Linked DNA regions of Mustela erminea: region 2 is linked to region 1. The links are chromatin contacts, called in public Hi-C maps. All regions are on one chromosome and are shown on one strand. Each heading gives the region's core, a stretch centred on a gene start, on an enhancer-like site or on the middle of the called end of the contact. The rest is flanking DNA. Distances are from core to core; before and after follow the strand shown.

Region 1 (3,206 bases), core at 379-2,878:
AAACCTCAATCATTCATTAGATAATTCTCCGTATTTCATAATAATGCTCAATACTTGCCCCCTCCTCCAATATCAAACTCCTTGATAGCCCATTAGAAAAATGTAGTGTTACTGACAAAATGGTGCAATACAGGCAAGGATCTGAATCCCAGACAAAATGCGACAACTGGCGATCAGCATCCTCTTTTCATCAGTATGAGGATGCGCTAGCTTTTCTTATTAAAAAAAAAAAAAAAAAAAGCCTCAGCTATACCTACAATTAAAAAAAAAAAAAAAAGACTTTTTCCTCCTTTAAAATAACTCCTCCCAGCCTCCACCCAGTCTAGGCTCTCTGCAATATGACAAATGCAGAATCTTCTAGAATGACTTGATACTGCCTCCCACCACTGCTTTGTTTGCAACATCAGATCAGAAAGAATATTTTTTCAACTTATAGGCATTTCAACAGATGTGTGCCTATATTTAAAAAAGAAACCGCATGTGTCACAAATTGAACCAGTCGGCTAAATGCATAACCTTTATTTTAAAGACAATTACCTACCCTTTTAAATACAAGAAAAATTAGGGGGAAATGGAGAGGGCATGTCGTGAACGATCAATGAAAAAGCCGGCGAGACCTACGTTCCCCTTGCCTAAATTGCAAGAGGACTTGCTTTGGGGTATAGAGAAAGAGGAGCCTTTTGTTAAGAAAAACGTGAGAGCAGCAAGGAGGTTTCGGTTTGGCACCACTGAGCCCAGGGTTTCAGGAGAGCCTACATTTTTCCTGGATAGGTTCTAAAGGATCCATCAGGAGAGGCAGTGGGGAAGATCTTTGGGCGGGGGGGGGGGGGGGGGGGCAGTATTAGAAAACCCGGAGACCTGATGAGTGAATGGGAAAGGCGCCGCCCAGACACCGGGGAGAGAAAGAGGAACCGCATCCATGCGGTCCCCCGCCCCCACGCCCAGGCTGGGAGGAGGGGAAGTGGGGCACAAAGGATGTTCACGGCCCCCGCTCAGGTCCCCAGCGGACCCGGAGACACGGGGCCAGGGACCCCGATCCCGAGACCAGCCCTGCAAGATCCCGCTCCAGCCCGAGCCCGGGGAGGGCCTACGAGGCAGCGCCGCCGGCCCTGGGGGACGCTCGAGGAGAGGCCGCGTCACAGCTCGAGTCCCTATCGCTGTCGGGGCCCTCCCCAGCCCCGCGAGTGGGTGGGGAGGGGCGGTCAACGCTGCAGTCGCGACTGGCGACTAGTCCCCGGGCCGTCCACGCGAAGACCGGTGTCTGCGAAGGGACTGGGGCGAGGCGGGGGGAGGGGAGGAGAAACTCACGTTCTTCATGGCCGCGGCCATGTCGTCGTAGCGCTCCGCCTGCTCGGCCAGCCGGGCTTTCTGCACCAGTTGCTCGCGGTCCACCATCTTCGCGGGCTGGGTCGGGCCGGGTGAGGAGACCGGGGCGACCTGAAGGGCTCGGAGGGCGGCTGCGGCGCGACTGGAGCCCGTGTGCCGGAGGGGCCGACCCACGAAGCGAGCAGCCGAGGCGACGACGGCGGCGGCGGCGCGGAGACTATGGCTGGAGCTGCGACCGCGGGACCGGGCGCGAGGCGGCTGCGGCTGCTGTGCGTGCCGCGGGCGGACAACCCCCTGCGGCCCCGCCCACGCCGCGTGACGCCACCGGCCCCGCCCCGGCCCCGCCCCGGCCCTTCCGCTTCTCGGGCTTCCCCTCCCCAGCTGAGCTCGCGGCCCTTTTCTGGGCGTCCCCCTCTTCCACCGACCCTCTGCCAGGGCTCCCCGTTCCTCACTTCGCCCCGATTCCTGCGCCCCAGTTTCTCCGGACTACCCTACACACTACCCCCTCACACCTCCGCCCTGTCAGGCCCGGCGCGTGGGCCCTTGGGAGTTGTAGTTCACCCAGCAGTGGGGTGATACGCTGGAGAAATCAAGGACAAAGGGGCGGTCAGGACTACAACTCCCAATGGTCATAGCGCGTGAGCGGTGGCGAAGGTGGGGGGGGGGGGTCTAATTCCGCGGCCACTGGGGACCCCTGGCGGGGACTAAGGCTGCATCAGTCAGAGCGAGTGCTGATTCACGGCCCCGCCCCATATTCTCCGGGAAATTACGAGGGGAGGGGGCCAGGACCTCAGCCCTGGCCCCCGTCTCTGAGCTAAAGTAGCAGCCAGGCCGGGGAGGGACAGAGGACAGGACGCGCGTCCGCCGCAGATCCAGACAGGCCAGGGTAGTGTCCCGCTGCGGGATGCATTGAATTAAGGAGCTTAATATTGGGAGCTAAACTGTCACCCTCCCCCACAAGGTTCTGTTTCCCCATACCCACGTTGAGGTTCGTGGACCCGAAGGGATGAAAACATGGAAAGACAAATACTGGCCAGGCATTCTGGTTGATTTACAGAAAGGATGCAGCTGTCCGCAGGCTGACCCGTGGGGAGATCCTTCCTCTCCAGGGTGGGGTGTCAAAGATTAAGTTCTGTTGCCCAGAGCCTACTGCATGCTTAACGCGAGGTTGTATCTGAGGGTTAACCGACCCTTCCCTCCCCACCTAGGACTTATGCACAGAGGTCAGGCTGGCAAATTCTTGCTCCTATGTTTCCCTTTTCCACATCCCATGTAGCTCACACACCCACAGTTTTGACTGTACGTTTTATCTGCTTAATTTTTTTTTCAGCAATTATCTGTTGAGCACCTACTGTGTTCCAAGCACTGTTCTAAGCAATGCGGGGAGAGCGAGGAACAAAATAAAAAATCCCTACACCACCCCCAAAATATGTAATATAAGGATATGTATGTAGAGTATGTTAGGAAGTGATAAGGAGTTTTAAAAAAAAATACAGGGTAAGAACGGTTGTGTATGAGAATCTAGAACGAAGGAGTCTCTTAAAGGATGTGTAGCATTTGAGAGCATGAAGGGGTTACAGGCAGCAGGACTCAGAGGCTGGTTTCTCCCTGAAGCATTTATTTATCATTAGGTGAAGAATCCAATGTGTTTGTTGCCTTAAGTGATGGGTAGTGGGACCGGGGATGGAGTCAGGAGCCAGAACTTGAGAAGCCCCGAATGACAGGCAAGGCAGTGAAGACTTTATCCTGAAATAAATAGGAAACCTGTGGAGAGATCTTAATGAGGGGCAGAAAATGATGAGATTTGCATCTGTGTTCATTACCATTGCCTTCTCAGAGCTTAGCACAGCACCTGGCACATAGTAAATATGTAGAACATA
Region 2 (3,206 bases), core at 405-2,904, 36 kb before region 1:
TGTTCTTTGTTCTGGGGCTCACTCTCTGAGAACCCTCAAGCCTCCCAGAAGATCCCATCTGTGAGTACCCAGCTCACTCCCTCCGCCGCCACCCCTGCCCCTGGCCTGAAGCCAGAGTCCCCCTGCTCTGGCCCCCGCTGCATAGGTGTTCACCGCTGTTTCTGTTACTGGTCACAACTGGCATGTACTGGGCACCTGCTAGCTGCCAATCACTCCTCAGCGTCTGAAACCCTCACAGCAACCCCATGCCACTGAGAGGCAGCAGAGGCTTGTGGTTATGCTTTCTGCCAGTGGTCAAAACTGCGGGGGTTCAAATCCTCATCCCCTCATCAGGTGGGGGCGCCTGGGTGGCTCAGCGGGTTGAGCCTCTGCCTTGGCTCAGGTCATGATCGCAGGGTGCTGGGATCCAGCCCCAAATCCCGCTCCAACGTCCCCCCCACCTCTGCCTACTTGTGATCTGTCAAATAAATAAATAAAATCTAGTCCTCATTGGGTCGCTTACTAACTGTGGGACGTCGGGCAAGTTACTAAGTCTTGGTTTTCTCCTCTGCAAAGCGAAGCTGATTTGATTCCTAATACAAGGGAAGTCTGAACCAGAGCCGAAACCACACGCTAAACACCGGGTCCACGCCAGGCATTTTTATGAGGTCGACCGCATTATTCCCACTTAACAGATCCGGAAACTGGGAAGCCGTCCGTCTGAAAGGCCGCGAACTTGAGAGGTCACACCACACCACGGGGACGCGGCAGGGCGCGAGTTCAGACCCTGCCACACAGACAGCCCTTTCACTTGGAACACGACAGACGTGGCTGCGGGACAGAAATGTCACCTTCGTAAGCAGGAGCTGACCTGCCCGTCTCCCCTCGCTCACCCTACCCCCCAACCCCCCAACGCCCAGACCCCAGGGCCTCAGTGTGTCCTAGTTCTGTGTGGGGAGCTCTTAGGGCAGAAATTGGGGCGCACGCGCTCCCTACCATTCCTGCCGTCTGATTCTGGGGCCGGCCCTGGGCTGCCACCACCCGTTCCAAGCTGGGAGCGGTGAGGGGGGACAGGGGGCCTTTGGGGGGTGGGGGGTGAAGCCGGCCCTCCCTCCCTCAGGAGGACGGGGCCGTGAGGCAGGCGAGGCCTGGAATGCCAGGAAGAGGCCGGGGCGGCTTCAGCGCTTCCCGACGCCAGCTTACGGGGCCATGGGGCCTCCGTGTGACAGACCCAAGTCGCCTCCCTCCCCGAGCCCCTTCGACTGCTGTTAGGGTGGAGGCTGCACCGAGCCCCGGCCTCCTCCTCTGCAGCCCCCACCCCCACCCCCAGGCTGCTCGCAGGGGAGGGCTGCGCAGGGGCGGGCGCACGGGAAGCCCGCTCCGGGCGGTTGCGGTTCCGCCGGCTGTTCGGAAACGGAGGGGCAGGCACTGGTTCGGAGGGAAAGCGGGCGCCCAGAGACGTGGCCAACCGCCTACACGGCGTGATAACACCGCCAGCGCCCAGACCAGGCTCCTCAGGGGGACAACTGCGCCCGAGGAGAGCGGAGGCGGGCTGAGGCAGGGCGGAAGAGCAGGACCCAGCCCCGCGGCGGGCGCGAATCGGGCCTGCGCGCCTGCGCAGGCAGATCCCGGCGCAGGGCTAGCAACAGGCCGACCATTGGAAGAGCGGGACAGGCTGGCCTGTGATTGGTTCTCGCCACTGTCCGAGATTGGAAGGCGGGCCGTGTCCCGCCCAGCTCCCATCCGGGTGCCTGGCCCGTCCTGGAACCTTCGCGACCCCGGCTTGTGAGGGCCGCGCGTTCTTCAGGGCGCGGGCTTGTCCGTAGTCCCGTGGCGGGAGCGTGGGGGCGAGCACCTGCGGGGTGCACACGCCCGCGTAGGGCCGGGCGGCTCGCTCATGTGCCTGCGCCGAACCGAGGCGGGCAGGGCCCAGGTGTTTGGGATGGGAAGTGACCCGAGAGAAGCCCGTGCACGGGTGTCCCACGTGTGCTGGCACCGAGGCTGCCCAGAGGCTGGCAGGAAGCAGAGCCTGGAGGAAACGCGGGGCGGGAGCCGGGGTTGGGGGTAGGGGTAGGGGCAGTGCCTAGGCGGGGCCGTGCCCAGGTGGGTGGAGGACCCCCCCCTTACTCCCAGCTCCAGCGCCCAGCAAACCGGCTGGTACCCCCGGTAATGGTACAGGAGTGGCCTGACCAGTCGTCGCTGGTGCATTTGGGGGAGGAGGGCGAGTCGTGAGGGATGGACAAAGGCGTTTTGGGTTCTGCTGTCCAGGTTCATTTTGGCCCTGTCACCACTAGGCAAAGAAACCTTAAGTCCTACCTAACACACTGCGGGGACCAATTATTATTGCTCCTTTCGCTCAGAAGACAGATGCAGCAGCTGCTTGATTTTGGACAGAATTTGGGGAGATCACGTGGAAAGGGACTCGCCTAAAAATGTGTGCAATCGTCATCCATAAACTGCTTATCCTTTATACCGGTTACCTAGCCATTATTCCTGAAATCTTGTCTCTATTTCTAAGCCAGTCTCCTCATTTAGGGCAAGAGAATAGGTTTCACTCCTCGTCTGCCCACTACGCAATCCTCTGCAACTTAGAATTCATCTTCGAGGGCCCACAATGCTCCCCAAAAGACAGGTTTTTGAAACTGAGGTTTGGGGCTCCTGGGTGGCTCGGTGGTTAAGCCTCTGCCATCATGGGCTCAGGTCATGATCCCAGGGTCCTAGGATGGAGCCCCACATAGGGCTCCCTGCTCGATGGGGGCCTGCTTCTCCCTCTCCCGCTCTCCCTGCTTGTGTTCCCTCTCACTGTGTGTCCCTCTCTCAAATAAATAAGTAAAATGTTAAAACAAAACTGAGCAGGTTCCTAATGGAGAAGGCAAAAACATCTGTAAACCATAATGACATTATACCTCTGTATCTGGGGAGGCAAGGACTTTCAGAAGGCTTTGATAACAAACTCAACAGAACCCAAAATGAATTTTCCACCAGGCTTTAAGGAACCCACCAGCCACTGAAACCCCATTCCTAAAATCTAGCTTCAGGCTAAGTGAAAAAGAAGAAGGGTTTGATTACTCTTTTGGTCCCTAAGAGTAAGTAGGGGAAAAGTCCATCACTGTAGGAAGAAGCAGCTAACACCAAGATTGTGTTAAAACAACTTGAGGGGTGCCTGGGTGGCTCAGTGGGTTAAGCCTCTGCCTTCAGCCCAGGTCCCTGGGATTGAGCCCCGCATC

What was found. Hi-C and Micro-C count contacts between places; a contact is called where the count stands out from the background.
Region 2: a Hi-C map of fibroblasts shows a contact between it and region 1, with 1.9 times the contacts expected there. The contact joins the enhancer-like site here to the promoter of YWHAG in region 1. A contact is called at or near these places in 3 of 3 Hi-C or Micro-C datasets (fibroblasts, skeletal muscle and spleen).

What each region holds. Positions count from the first base shown.
Region 1 is chr20:33,426,403-33,429,608 of mMusErm1.Pri, reverse strand. YWHAG (14-3-3 protein gamma) reads right to left here and starts at 1,628. Exons shown (of 3, transcript XM_032327322.1): 1 at 1,309-1,628. The coding sequence starts at 1,395.
Region 2 is chr20:33,462,434-33,465,639 of mMusErm1.Pri, reverse strand. No RefSeq gene overlaps it. Among named protein-coding and RNA genes, the nearest start is that of HSPB1, 9.5 kb to the left of the region's middle. Within about 2 kb of position 1,654, the one cell type or tissue checked has open chromatin away from gene starts, as enhancers often do. A contact at or near this core is called in fibroblasts, where this site is marked.